Regions from separate parts of the Mus musculus genome. Here regions 1 and 3 are each linked to region 2. A link is a contact called in public ChIA-PET and Hi-C data. All regions are on one chromosome and are shown on one strand. Each heading gives the region's core, a stretch centred on a gene start, on an enhancer-like site or on the middle of the called end of the contact. The rest is flanking DNA. Distances are from core to core; before and after follow the strand shown.

The links. A called contact is a pair of places that touch in the nucleus more often than the background predicts. ChIA-PET counts read pairs in DNA pulled down with a chosen protein or histone mark.
Region 1: an RNA polymerase II ChIA-PET map of memory CD8 T cells shows a contact between it and region 2, with 76 read pairs. The contact joins two enhancer-like sites. A contact is called at or near these places in 4 of 484 Hi-C or Micro-C datasets (bone marrow-derived macrophages and embryonic stem cells), 17 of 115 datasets of contacts at active chromatin or transcription factors (the HPC-7 cell line, T-cell acute lymphoblastic leukemia, bone marrow-derived macrophages and 13 more) and 3 of 9 other capture datasets (adipose tissue, embryonic stem cells and liver).
Region 3: a Hi-C map of bone marrow-derived macrophages shows a contact between it and region 2, with 13 read pairs. The contact joins two enhancer-like sites. A contact is called at or near these places in 2 of 39 promoter capture datasets (cranial neural crest and embryonic stem cells), 1 of 15 datasets of contacts at CTCF or cohesin (embryonic stem cells), 1 of 484 Hi-C or Micro-C datasets (bone marrow-derived macrophages), 6 of 115 datasets of contacts at active chromatin or transcription factors (the 230-238 cell line, double positive thymocytes, effector CD8 T cells and 3 more) and 3 of 9 other capture datasets (adipose tissue, liver and pancreatic islet).

The regions. Positions count from the first base shown.
Region 1 is chr7:128,671,230-128,675,793 of GRCm38.p6, reverse strand. Inpp5f (inositol polyphosphate-5-phosphatase F) reads right to left here. Exons shown (of 20, transcript NM_178641.5): 10 at 372-496. Among named protein-coding and RNA genes, the nearest start is that of Inpp5f, 62 kb to the right of the region's middle. Within about 2 kb of position 3,158, at least 186 of the 459 cell types and tissues checked have an H3K27ac peak or open chromatin away from gene starts, as enhancers often do. A contact at or near this core is called in the HPC-7 cell line, bone marrow-derived macrophages, fetal liver and 1 more, where this site is marked.
Region 2 is chr7:128,388,878-128,393,646 of GRCm38.p6, reverse strand. It overlaps Rgs10 (regulator of G-protein signalling 10), which reads left to right. Exons shown (of 5, transcript NM_026418.2): 4 at 4,540-4,683. Among named protein-coding and RNA genes, the nearest start is that of Gm39092, 24 kb to the right of the region's middle. Within about 2 kb of position 1,531, at least 166 of the 459 cell types and tissues checked have an H3K27ac peak or open chromatin away from gene starts, as enhancers often do. A contact at or near this core is called in the HPC-7 cell line, adipose tissue, bone marrow-derived macrophages and 2 more, where this site is marked.
Region 3 is chr7:128,727,489-128,732,193 of GRCm38.p6, reverse strand. The region is part of intron 1 of Mcmbp (minichromosome maintenance complex binding protein); the gene reads left to right. Among named protein-coding and RNA genes, the nearest start is that of Mcmbp, 11 kb to the left of the region's middle. Within about 2 kb of position 3,308, at least 55 of the 459 cell types and tissues checked have an H3K27ac peak or open chromatin away from gene starts, as enhancers often do. A contact at or near this core is called in adipose tissue and bone marrow-derived macrophages, where this site is marked.

The DNA of each region.
Region 1 (4,564 bases), core at 1,909-4,408, 280 kb before region 2:
GGCAGAACAAGCATTGTGGCAAAGTGGATCCTGCTTTCAGAATAAACATAAATTAAAGATGTCAGCAACAGGATTCACCAATAGCTGACCATCCAGAGCAGGCTAGGAGTTATCCTGGGGACAGAGGTGTTGCTAACAGTATGAAGACAGCCAGAAGGATACCTGTGGCTTTCAGCCGCTGTGATTATGTGTCCCAGTACATTTTGGAACAGAAAGACTGTAAAAACTTCAGCAACAACTTAAAGGCAAACAGCTTAAAGCAAAGGCCACAGACATGAACAGCAGGTAAACCTCACATCCTTCCCTTCTGAGCAGAGAGGAAGGGAAAGAGCAGAGAAGGTTAAGCCGCTTCCCTCTGGGGACGCCCTTACCAGTGCTCATGGAAATCGAAGGAGACATAGGTGAGCTTGGGGTTGTTGAAGAGCAGCACCTGCTTCAGGTAAGCATCACCAATAATCTTCTCCCTTCCAGCCTGGTCTACCAAGTTAACAATAACCTGTGGTAATGATGAGCAAGAAAGTAGCAATATTAACCAGACCTCAGAACTGGAAGGCCAGTGGAACAATTCATTTGGAATTACATTTTACAAATATAGCTGTGCTTAGTTAGAAACTAGTCTACTCAAGCACCAATTTTACCATAAAATTAAAATATCTGTCATATAAGTTTAGCTGTATGAGAGCTGTTAACATCAATGGTAATAGTCCTGTAAATTTGCAATAGCCAACCAAAACACAAAATAAAACATGCTTCTTTTTTAACAGCAAAGGTTTTTTTTAAGATTTTTAAGTTTGTGTGTGTGTGTGTGTGTGTGTGTGTGTCTGTGTGTGTGTCTGTGTCTGTGTCCAGCCCTGGGGGTCAGAGGCATCAGAGGCCCCTGGAACTTGAGTTACAGACAGTTGTATGTGGGTGCTGGGAATTGAACCTGGATCCTTCTGGACCTTCATGGTCTTGACTGCTGAGTCCAACCTAAATAGTAGGTATTTTGAATAGGCAGAATAAGTTTAAAAAAAAAAACCCTACAAATGAGATAGCATAAAACTACTGAAATATGTAAAAGGAAATCTGAATAGACATAAATATGTACCATGTTGCTGAATCTCAAGGTCCAATATTGTAAAGATATCAAGGCTTTCCAATTAATCTATATACTCAACCATCCCAATCAAAATTCAACCAGGATCTTTTCATGGAAAAGATAACTTAATTCTAAAAAAGTAAATATTCTCAAAAAGTAAATATTTGGAAAAAAATGAAAAGCAATAAACACAGAGAAATTTGCCCCATCTGGAACAATTCTATATAGTCTATGTAGCAAGCAAGACTGTGAAACTAAAGATAGGCAACTGACAGAGGAGAACAAGGCTGAGGGCCAAAGACCTGAGTCCACTGAGGCAGGAAGGGTAGGTAGCTAAGCACACTGCTGTGAGCAAGCACAGATGACCATCAGGGGCCCTGGGACGACAACTGTCTGTCTACAAGGAAAAGAGACTTATAAAAGAGTTCCCTATATCTCTTTAATGAAACACAAAATAAACTCTAGATACATCAATGACCTAAATGTTATTTAAAAAAAAAAAAAAAGCCACAAAAAAAGTAGTAGTTTTTGCACAGCTGTAGGTGGAAGCATGACCTCCCAAGCATAAAATAAAAACCAGAAGACAAAGATGATGTTTCCGATGTGACAACAGGAAAAATTTAAATCTGTGTACAAGTGACATTATCAGCAAAGGTTTAAAAAAACAAAACAAGGAACTCTCATGAGAATGTACTTGCCACAGAAAATCAACACTTTATAGAGTACCATAAACAGAGTAAGAAAAAACTGGGTACAAAAGACCCCAGTGAGCAAGATGCTACAGTCCCTACTAACAGTAAATTGCAAATGTCAGGATATAAAAGAGGTTTTAACCTACTGACGGGTAAATTTAAATAACTGAACAGAGTCAGCATTGGTGAACATGAAAAACAACAGCGGGGTCCCATTGCTACTGAGAATAGAAGCTGTGTGATCCCTTAAAAACGGTTTCTAATTTCCTGCTGCTTGTGTTGGGTGGGCAGGGCAAGTCTGAGGATTTTCAGTGCTTCTGGTGCAGTATCTCTGAATGCTAAATATCAACTTTAAGTGTATATGCTGTTTAATTCAACAAGTTTGCCTTCACAAATTCATTCTGCAAAAACAAGTTCCCTAATTCTTAGACTTTTAAAATTGTCTTTACTCTCGGTGGGGGGCACATGTATAAGCATGTGCAGGGGGCAGAGTTAGAGAACTTTATGGCGTCTGCTCTCACGCCCCGCCCCCTTACGTGGGTGCCAGGGATGAAAATGTACACATGGGTGATAAGGCTTGCCCATCAAGTGCTTGACCTGATGGGCCATCTTGCCAGCTCTTCACTTTGGATTATTTTGTTTTTGAGGCAGGGTCACACTATGTAGCCCTGGCTGTCCTGGAACTTGGTATGTAAGCCAGGTCAGCCTCAAACTCACTTTGTGCTGGACTAAAGGTGTGCACCATTATAACCAATTTGTTTTTTCAAACTGAGTTCTTATATAGCCCAGGCCTTGAATTTACTGGATAGCCTAGGCTGGACTAATCCCCTTTACAACCTCTATAGTCTCCTCCTGAGTGCTGGGATTATAGATACACACCATCATTCCCAATTTAGAACTTTTCCTTTTTTCTGCCAGCCTTTGCCTCCGGAGGTGTTGGGATTAAAGGCATGTGCCACCACTGCCTAACCTAAGAATTCTGGGGAAAAGACTAACAGCCAGAGACTTCACTGCAGAACAGTATGTGCACTGCCAGCTCTTTGTGACTTCAGCCCATGGTGAATGTGCGGGTGTCAGGTGACCTTGCTACAAACAATAGATTGCTAACTCAAATCTCAAGGCAAGCCTGGAAGCCGCAAGGCTGAGTGCAGTGACTTCAGTAAACCACTGAGGACTCGGGTTCTTTCTGCCTTTCCCTCTGCCATTCCCTCATTGCTTCCCCAGCAGCACACTGGATAAACGCCCGACTGCTTCATTCACCATCTTGAGACAGATGCAAAAGTCCCTAACATCAAATCCTGACAAAGCAGCCTCAGGGGCACTGTGGGTTCCGGTATATCTTTTATTAGAGCAGGAAGCTTTTCCCACATCAGACCTTCTGTCAAACAGCTCCAGCCTAAACCAATTATGAGCTAGCGCAATGCAGCCACACGGATGAGTCACCCTGACCGTGGGCCCCTCATCGCAGAAAGCAATTACCCAGGAGAAGGACACAGATAACACAGATAAATGAACACTGCCAGGCTCCTGCTGGAGGCCAGGAGGTGTCTGCTCAGCGCCCGCCTCTAGATATTGACGTGCGTCAACGGGGAGCAGGGACAAGTGTGGGAAGAGGTTATTTCCTGGCGTGCACACCTCAGTATTGCTCCTTTTAACAATTTGTGTTGCATTTAAATATGGCTTATTCTTTCTAATGCTACTTACAATTAGGAATATCAATAATGCATGAATCAACACGAATCAACACATTATTAAGGAACTCAATGCAGAATAAGACCAAATCATTCCTGACCACATCCAGTCCTTCATGCCGCCCTCAGCAGCCGCTGGCTCTGATGCTGCAGTGAGGCTCTTGCATAAGCACCCGTGACTGAGCACACTTGGAGTCCTGTTTGCCGATTTAAGTGCTAATTGCTCTGCATCCTTTCCCAGACTTGACGCTTCTCAGCGGTTCCCCTCAGCTCCCCAGTGTGTGAGTCATGGCTTTAATTTGCATTTCCCTGATGATTAATGAGATGACGCACCTTCTCTGATGGATTTGACTTTATAAAATATCCTTGTACATAAAATCCTGTTACATTATTCTGTCCAGTTTTTTTTGTATTGTACATCCTTTTTAATGGGTTTAGAAGACATTTAAATGTGCTGCGAGATAACAGACCAAATCTTAACTATTAAAGATTTATTTTATGTGTGTTTTGCCTACATGTACCTGTGTGTACCATGTGTGTGCCTGCTGCCCTCAGAGCTCAAAAGGAGGTGTCAGATTCCCCGGAAGTGGACTTACTCATGGTTGTGAGCCACCATATGTATTCTAGGGTTGGAACCTGGGTCCTCTACAAGAGCTCTTAACTCTCCAGCCTCCCCTAATCTCTGAATTACCTTTCATTCTCTTCATAATGCCTTTTTAAAAAGTATTTATTTTATGCATGCGTTTCAATTGTGCATAACCAGAAATAACAAATAGTAAAAAATCGTAAAGTAAAAATCAAGTTAGTCCCTTTCCATTATGGTTAGCGTTGTTGTTTTGTACATGTATGTATCTTTGTGTGGTGAATACACAGCATAGCACATGTGCAGAGGTCAGAGGTCAACCTTAGATGTAGGCCTTTGTCTTCCATCCTGTTTGGGGCAGTGTCTGTATTGGTTACAGCAAGCTGGCCTACAGAGCTCTAGGATTCTCCTTTCTCCACGTCCAAGCTCTCCTTAAGAGCCCTGAGATTACACATTCAGGGCCTCGAACTCACAGAGATCCTCCTGCCCCTGGCTCAGAGTGCTGGGACTGAAGACACAT
Region 2 (4,769 bases), core at 282-2,781:
GGGAGATGTGTTCCAGAGTCAGGCATGCCGCAAATAGGGTGTGGGCCATATGCAGAGATGCTGCAGGGACTTGAAGCTCCACCTTCCTAGAGGAAAGACTAGAGGAGCCCTGGACAGGTGACCTTCCCTTCTTTTGATGTCTCTGGGACTCCCTACCTGTGTTGCCAATGGTCAGTTGACTCATGAGCCAGTAGCTTAGGAGACTGTTAGGCTGCGTGGTAGTTATATGAGAGTAGTTACAGCATCCGGGGCAGGACTCAAATTTAGGGAATGTCTAGGACACAGGCCGTGCTGAAGGCGAACGGCAGAATCTGAGGCTCTCCTGGTGAGGGAGCAGGGTGAAGGAAGAAGGCAGGTGTTACCCAGGACTGGAGCCAGAGACCCCTGGAGGGGCTTAGTAACCAGAAGCCGCCAGGAGCCCCCAGGCAACATGGCCTAGCCTGTGGGATTCAGCTGAGAGGTGGAGAGCAGAGCGGGTGGGAGGAGCTCCCGTCTACTCTTGAGCTGTGTCTGTAGAAATTGGGAGTGAGGAGGCTGATTGCCACGAGGAAGTGAAGTGAAAGCTTTTATGGTGGCTGAGCATCAGCGTGGGCCCTAAGTGTGTGTGTGTGTGTGTGTGTCTGAGAGAGAGAGAGAGAGAGAGAGAGAGAGAGAGACCACACTGCACCTTCCTGAGCACTGGACAACTGATGACTTTGCTGTTCTGAGCAGACCGGTGTCTGGGGCTCTGAGCAAAGTGAATTCACTTCTCTTAAACCTGCGCTGGTTGGGAGCAGGGTTTCAGGCTGACTTCCTACCCAGTGTGGGTGCAAACCAGGCTTCATAGCACCTGCAGGAAGGGCCCTGACCTGTGCCTGGAAGGAGCCGAGACCGGATACATCTATCTGTCTGTCTCAGGGAAGGGAGGGCTGTGGTGGAGGCAGTGGCTAGGTGCATATGCCAGCACTTTCACACACTCAGAACTGACTCCACCAAGGGAGCTAGTCTGTTCTTATTCTTACAGCGGCGGCGGCGGCTAGAACAGGGTTAACAAAACTCTGGAAAATTCTACCAGAATAGCTCAAGCGAGCAGTTCTTCTTTTCTGTTCAAGTCTCGGCCTGGACACCAGGCCTTCCCGTGACTGGCCTGTGGTCAGCTGTCTCAGGGTTTCCCTTTTCGGTCACACTTCCTATCCTAGCGCAGATAAGCCTGCTCACTCATTCTCCTGTACCCACTGGGTCAGCCCAGGGGCGCACCCTGTCCTCAGTGGCTGGGGAAGGACAGCTGATTCGAGAGGGCTGGTTGATAGTGCCCCCTCCCCCCACACCTGCTTCCTCTCCCTTGGGCCACCTGCCCCCACATATGGAGCCTCAAGCTGCTCACTTCTGTGTCTCATTTTCAGAACTCCCCCAAGAGAGCCTGAGTTCATGGGAGCCATGTGTGTGCATGCGTGCATGGCAGAACAGCTGTGTGGATGTCTTAGGAGGGGAGACCTGCAGACTGTTGCACGCAGTTCGCTCATCTGGCCAACTGAAATTCTACTTTCATGAAGTAACTTTAAAACAGGAAGTGGGTTTCCAAAAATGTTCCCTTCTGACAGAATGGGGATGGTGGAAGACACTCATGGCTCTGTGGAACTGGTGGGTCTTTGAGAGACATGAAGTTCCAAACTGCTCTTCCGGGGCAGGCCTCATGATGGTCCCCAGACCTTCCCCAGGAATAGTCGTATTTATCTCAAGAGGCTCCCATGTCTTTGAGTTTGACATAAACGAATTGCTCCTGCAGGCAGGAAGAACAGACACAAGGCTTTGAGCGCTGTCCCCGCTTTGGGCACTGTTCCTATATCAGCAGAGACAGAGTCAGGCCTCAGCCTCATAGGGTCTTTAGCTTTCTGGTCTCTGGCTTGAAACGAGCGCTTTTCTTCTCTTTAAGCACGGCTAATTGAAAACGTCCAGGGATTTCCCTAAGAGCAGAAGTTTTCAGAGCCGGGTGTTCTCCCAGTGAAGTTCTGCAAGTGTCCTCTTAGGCTGAGAGCCTCTCTGGGAGAAAAAAAGTGTTATCTTAGGGTCTCCTGACCTCCCCCACCTCCTCCACACACTTCAGCTGTGTGAAAGGCATCTCTTCATTGCCTTGCTCTGTGGGGTTGGAGGGGGGTCTGAGGCTTGAGGTTCACACAGGAGCTATCTCTGCTGCCACAGATGGCCCCATTCTCTTCAAGAAGAGGGAGGGAAGTTCTGGTGGAGAGTGCTGAGACTGCAGCCCTGCCCACCACAACTCTGAAGACTTTAAATAAAGCTGGCTTCTGCCATCAGGGAAGGTCATAGCCCTGTCACGGTTCTTAATTGCTCCTACCATCAGGCCATGTCACGGCCCTGCCACAGCTCTCAGTGTAATGAGACTGCAGGTGAGTGAACATCTTGTCAGCCCTTGTCTCCAAGATTCCCAGTGGGGCTGCGCTGGGGACTTTTGGCATACAGTGAGTGTTTTTCTCTGCATCACTTACACTTACTGTGTGAAAACTTCTTCCACTGGAAGACAGATAAGCCATCTATCCTAGAGAGCTCAGGGTGCCTTGTGGGACCAGAGTAGGGCTGAAGTTTGGAGTCAGACAGTCTTGGTGTCACCTGTTCTGGCCCTGGTCCTCATCAGGAAACCAGCATTAACAGGGGAGAAAGACCAAGAGGTTAAGGGAAGGGAAGCAGGCTTAGCATGTCCATGGCACAGCAGGCGCTGGTGGCAATGCATGTACATATGGGTAGTTTCATGAGACTTTATTTGACCTGGTGAAACACACATAATTAAAAACCTTTGGAGTGTCTCCATGGCACCGAATGTATTCACAATGCTGTGCAGGCACGACCACTTACCGGATCCCAAATCTTCTCAACACTCCAAAGAGAACCCCCATCCATGCCTCTGCCCCAGGCATTTCCAGGAATTCCTAGTCAAGGAATTGAAATAAAGGTGCACAAAGACTGGAAAGTAGCAAGGTAACGGTGCTGGAGAGATGGCTCAGTGGTTAGGAGCACTGACTGCTCTTCCAGAGGTCCTGGGTTCAATTCTCAACATGGTGGCTCACAACCGTCTGTAGTGGGGATCCGATGCCCTCTTCTGGTGTGTCTGAAGACAGTGACAGTGTACATCAATCAATCAATCAATCAATCAATCAATCAATCTTTAAAAAAAAAAGGAGAAGCAGGGAAAGTATTCAAAAACCTAGCCACCCTAGTATAGCTCAAAAGAAAGACACTGTCAAGAGGAACAACAGAGGCCAGGCATGGTGGCACAAGAATTTAATCCCAGCACTCAGGAAGCAGAGGAAGGTGGATCTCTGTGAGTGTGAGGCCAGCCTGGTCTCCATAGCGAGTTCCAGGACAGCCAGAGCTACAGAGTGAGACCCTATCTTAAAAACATACAATGACTGACAGCGGGCCACACGAGTATGGGTACACGCAGGGGCCCCAGCTTACTGCCTGAGACTACTTTGATGGGGTTCTGAGGAAGGAGGGGGTGTTTACTAAGGGCCATGCCATGGGTGACTCTCTATTTTAACTGACACGTCTAAGATAGAAATTTTACTGTGCATATGTCCCTTCTCACAATGCATCTGCTTTGAATCACCTGCACACTCAGTGGTACACAGGTGTAAGATGGTAAATAGAGAGATGCTCTCTAAAAATTCACTTAGAGGACACAGTTTGTCTTATTGCCCAACCACCCAAAACTAGTTCAGGTCAGGTTGGCCCCCTACCAGTGTACCTCGTTCTGACTGGAGTATGAGTGGACAGAAACAAGAGCAAGCTTGGTGGCTGTTAAGGGAAGGAGACATTTAGTCCACTGTTGGCAGTCTGTGTAGCTGGACACTGGCGGGGATCCTAGGTCTCTAGGTGCAGTGTTAGGAGAGGATGCATGTGCACACAGCACCTGCAGGTGAAAGTCCTAGATTGCCAGTGCATTGTTGGAAGAAGGCTGTGTGCACATCCCAAGCTGTGTGAAGTCCCAGGCTGCTCAGCTGCCCCTGTGCTTGCCCAGCTCAGCTGCCCCTGTGTTTGCCCTCTTCCTCCCTATCCCCAGTTCTCCCCCGCCCCCCCCCCCCCCCCCAGTCTCGAGCAACCACTAATCTTTCTGTTCCAGGGCACCTGCACATTCCTGTGAACAGCATGATACCGTATGCAGCCTCATGTAGCTTAACAGTCCCGAGGCTCATTTAAGTTTTAGCATTGACCAGTGAGTTTCAGTCCGCTGCAGGACAGGGTAACATCCCCATGAGCTCTGAACTGGGAGGGGTCGCATGGTGACCCCGGGTCATGCTGGATTGCCACTTTCATTGTTTCTGAACGGTCAGGGTAGCAATTTTGTTTCAGAAGACTTGGCCTCAGAAGCTCTATTAGGTGTGGGGGCAGGCCAGGCGTTTGTGGGCCTTCTCAGGGAGCTTGGCTCCGGAGGCTGCAATAGCTCCCAGCTGCAGCTCTTCCAGGGCCGGTTGGAGGGTGGAGCTGGCTTTAGGCCAGGAAAGGCTGTGCTGGTGGATAACAGTCCAGCTTCTCTGCCTCCTCCAGATGCAGGAAAAGGCCAAGGAGATCTACATGACCTTCCTGTCCAATAAGGCCTCTTCACAAGTCAACGTGGAGGGGCAGTCTCGGCTCACTGAAAAGATTCTGGAAGAGCCACACCCTCTGATGTTCCAAAAGCTCCAGGACCAGGTAATGTGACCTCCTTGCCTGTGCCTTAATCTGAAAAGCCATCCATGTTCTCCCCAGGCCTGGGAGAATTCTTCAGGGAGCTGCTA
Region 3 (4,705 bases), core at 2,059-4,558, 340 kb before region 2:
TAGGACATCCTTATGGAGCTGAGGTGACTCAGTGGCTTGCTAACTTAATGACATGAGCTCTGTCTCAGAACCTATGTCTAAAGGTGGACGAGAACAGTTGTCCTCTGGACCCGACTAGAGTCACAGTAACTACACAGGAACTGTAACTATAACCAGTTCCATGGGCTCCCTCTTCTGTCCCCTGTCAGCTTCCACATGGTATGTATGTGTATATATATATTCAGGTACCACATTTCCATATAAAATAACATGATGATTATTTAAAAAGTTGTCCTGTGACCTCTGTTCACAAGGCCCTGCCCCAAATGTACATATTTTTTAAGCAAATAGGCGTTAACATGTTATCCAGAGTCCATAGTATGCACTGCTAGGGCAGTGTGATAGGAATATATTTAGCTTAGTGGCAGACTGACAGACTGGGTTCTGCTCCCCAGCAGCAGTGAATGGAAATTGCTGTGTTAACAACGCCTACTGCCAAGGCAGAGAGAGCACTCTGTGCTGATTTGCATCCCAGGGTTGCCTTTTTGGCTTCTTAGGTTTGGTTTGGTTTTCCTTGTTGGTTTTCCTGGGGTTGGGGGGTTACACAGGGTGTCTGTGTAGCACTGGCTGCTCTGGAACTCAGAGTTCCTGCCTCCATCTCCTAGTGATAACAATTGAAGGTGTAAGCCATCACCAAATGGCCAGAATTTGTTTTCTTTAAAGATCAGTTTGAACACTTTCTCATCTACATATAGTGTGGTTAGTATTCTGTCTGTATTTTCATCCCTCTGTAATGGTGTGTGTGTGTGTGTGTTTTGTCTGTCTGTGTTTCCTTTTTTTCACAGTTTCCTTCATGTAACAGAAAAGTAGTTAAGTCTAGCTTATTATTTTCTTTTGTGGAATGTGTCTCTGGTATTTTATTTAAACAGTTTTAGCCAAACATCTAGGTTTACTTCTGTGTGATACTCTGTTAGTTTTATAATGTTGCTTTTGTTTGTTTAGTTCTGTGATCTATTTTAAGTTAATTTTGTGATTTGAGGTAATTTTTGCAGTGTTACTCATTTGTTCTGATATTGTTTCTTACAGTTCTTTCTCCATTGTTTATTGAACATTGCTATATTGCTTTTGTTCCTTTGAAAGTTCAGGTGGCTACATCAATGTTGATAAGCTTATAGGCTATTTATTTTGTTCCATCAATCTGTTCTTTTGGCAATACTATGCTTGAGGTTTTTTGTTTGTTTGTTTTGTTTTTTTTTCCGAGACAGGATTTCTCTGTGTATCCCTGGCTGTCCTGGAACTCACTTGTAGACCAGGCTGGCCTCAAACTCAGAAATCCGCCTGCCTCTGCCTCTCAAGTGCTGGGATTAAAGCCACCACGCCTGGCTTGTTTTTGTTTTTTGAGACTTGAGTATCATGTAGTACAAACTGGCCTTGAACTTATAACAGCCAAGGGTGGCCTTGAATTTGATTGTCCTCCCTGTGCCTAGTGCTATGATTACAGGTGTGTACCACCAGTCCTTGTTTTATGAAGCACTGGGAATCAAACCCAGGACTTCATGAATGCTAAGCAAGTAGCCCTCCACCAGAGCCATGTCCCCAACACCTATGATTTTGCTTGCAGTTTTTTTCCCTCTTGAATGGCTTCCTAGAAATTGTGTCTTATTTTTATTCTCTTTCCCTCCCCCTCTCCCTCCCCCTCCCCATCTCATCTCCCCTTACCCCCAGCCCTTTCTAGTCTTATGTAGCCCAGGCTGGCTTTGAACTCCTATTTTCTCCTGCCTCTATCTCCTAGGTACTAGGATTATGAATGTAAACTACCCCACCCAGGGATTTGTCTATTTTAATATTAGTCATTTGTGTTGGTGTTTTCGTTTTCCATTCCTTGATGTTTGCCCTTAGTTTTTTGCTTTTCTATCTGCATATGTTGATTAGTAGATTATTCTGTGTCTGTTTTTTCTTGGTATTTGATAGACACGTTCAAAGTTATTTTTTCTCTAAACCCCACTTTAGTATTCCACAAACACTAATTTACACAGATTAGTCTGTAATCCATCAGGGAAAATTTGGAACTATCCTCAAATTCCTAAAGTGTTGGTTTATTTGGGGAAAGAGGTTTGTAGTAAGGGACTTGTGGTTTCAGGACTTTCTGTTTTTCTCTTCCTACACATTGCTTATGGGCAGTGAGCATAATGATAAATCGGATTTTCATTGAGTTTTCCTAAATACTAAAACAGACATTTTGGGAATCTGTCATACTCTTTAAGAAGGGTCTGTTTCACTGCTAAGAAAGGAAGAATTTCCTCTTCCCCAATCTGTAAAAGTCAGCTTTTTCGTCCTGGCCCTAGGCTTCAAGAATAATGACTCTGAGACTCAAATATATTTATTTTTATAAGCTTTGGCTATTCCCCAATTCAATCATAACTTAGTATCTCATTTATTCTGATCTTAAATTCTGCCACATGGCTGGTTACCTCTGCTCAGCTCCCGTGCTTCTGACCTCCTTCATGTTCCTGGGCCAATCCTCCTGCCCCTGGCTCTCTCCCAGAATCCTCTCTGTCCATCTTCTATTTCCTGCCTCAGTTACAGGTCAATCAGCTTTAACTGACAGGTGTTGAATCCATTCAGTACACAAGAGATGTTCTCTACACCAATCCCAGATGCTCAGCCTTAAAAATAATACCTATAAGCAACAGTAAATGGACTCAATAGGTTGTACTTATGTACCTATTGACACACACATACATACACACATACACATACAAACAATGATAGTTAAAGAATAAAAAGTCATAAATTTGAAAGAGAGTTTACTGAGAGGGATAACAGGACGTGGGTGATGGATGGAGAGAATGATGTAATATTGTGTGTGTTGTTTGCTTGCTTGTTTTTTGAGATAGGGTTTCTTGGCTGGAATTTACTCTGTAGACCAGGCTACCCTCCAACCTGTAGATCCACCTGCCTCTGCCTCCCGAGTCCTGGGATTAAAGGTGTGCATCACTATTACCTGGACAGCCCCAAGTTTTAAAATAGTTTTGAAAGCTGTTCCGAGAAGAAAGGAAGATACACATGGCTTTGCAGTAGGTCTTTTCATAAGAAGGCATGACATGCATGCACCAGCTGCAGAGCTTCAGACTGCCCGCACAAACGGCGAGCTGGAGTGGGCCACGTGTGCAGCCATAGCTGCAGGGCTTGCTGCTTCCATTAGTTGGAGAATTAGTAGAGCTCTTAAAGCTCTGAGTGCCAGCTACGCAGGCTCATTTAGTATGTTCACCTCCCCGCCCCAGAACACGCACTGTCCAAGCACATGAGGAACCTGGGCCAAGATAAATCATTCTGAGTTATGAGCGAGTATCAGCAGACTTCAGAGAAGGGAAGTCATTGTGTGTGTTCTGTCTGTAATAAGAGAGGACCGGAAATCCGAAAGATGACAAAAATTCAGACTTGTAGAACACTTATAAACACAGTAGATCAAAAAGAAGTCCATATAAAACTTAAAATTGTTCCCAGCTACACAAAAAATGGAAATGGAAGAACATCCTCTAGCCAGGCAGTGGTGGTGCACACCTTTAATCCTAGCACTTGAGAGGCAGAGGCAGGCGGATTTCTGAGTTCGAGGCCAGCCTGGTCTACAGAGTGAGTTCCAGGACAGCCAGGGCTACACAGAGAAACCCTGTCTTGAAAAAATAAAAAAACAAGAACATCCTCTAAGTACAACCAGAGACTGTGCTGTGTATGTATGGAAAGAAGGCTTCGAGCATTGTGTCCATTTATGAAATCAGAAATGCGAACTGAAACCCAAGGCACATGGAGAAAAGGAAAGCAAATAATGAAGGAAGAACAGAAATTAAGAATTGAAAACAAGAAAATAGCAAATCAAAAGCCGGGCGTGGTGGCTCATGCCTTTAATCCCAGCACTTGGGAGGCAGAGGCAGGCAGAGGCAGGCAGATTTCTGAGTTCGAGGCCAGCCTGGTCTACAGAGTGAGTGCCAGGGCAGCCCGGGCTACACAGAGAAACCCTGTCTCAAAAAAAACAAAACAAAAAAATAAATAAATAAATAAAAATAAAATCTAAAAATAAAGAAAATAGCAAATCAGTGAAATACTTGAGACAATCTTATGTACTACAGACTGCCTTAAAGCTCACTAGTATGTGAAGGTGTCTTAAACTTTCTAACAACTTTCTATTTATTACACTGCAGGAAGTTGCTACGCTTTGCAGGCAGTGTGCATGTGGTGGTCAGAGCAGCTTTTGGGGCTGGGCTCTTTTCCTCCTCAAGGGACTGAACTCAGTGATCCTTTGGGAGCATGCATCTCTGCTCAGTGGCCATGAGCGCAAACATTCCAATCCTCCTGCCTCCATCTCCTGGGTGTAGGCATGAGCCACTGCACCTGGTTTATGCAGATAGATACCACCAACTGAGCTACGCGTGCAGCCCCACCCCCCCCACCCCCCCACCCCCCCCCACCCCACCCCCCGCTTTGCTTTTTCTTTGAGTGTGATTAGAGATTTGTGTGTATGTGGAGGGGGTGTAATTGGGGATTGAACTACTGAACTAAATCCCTAATCTTTTATTTCCTTCTTATTAGCAAAACTGATAAACCTCTAAGCTAGACTAGCAAAGAAAAAAGAAGACAAATTACCATACCAGGAGTAAGGAGGTAATGCCGCTGTGGACTAGCTGTATAGATAGAACAGAAGGCTTGGGTGCATATAGTCCAGCACTAA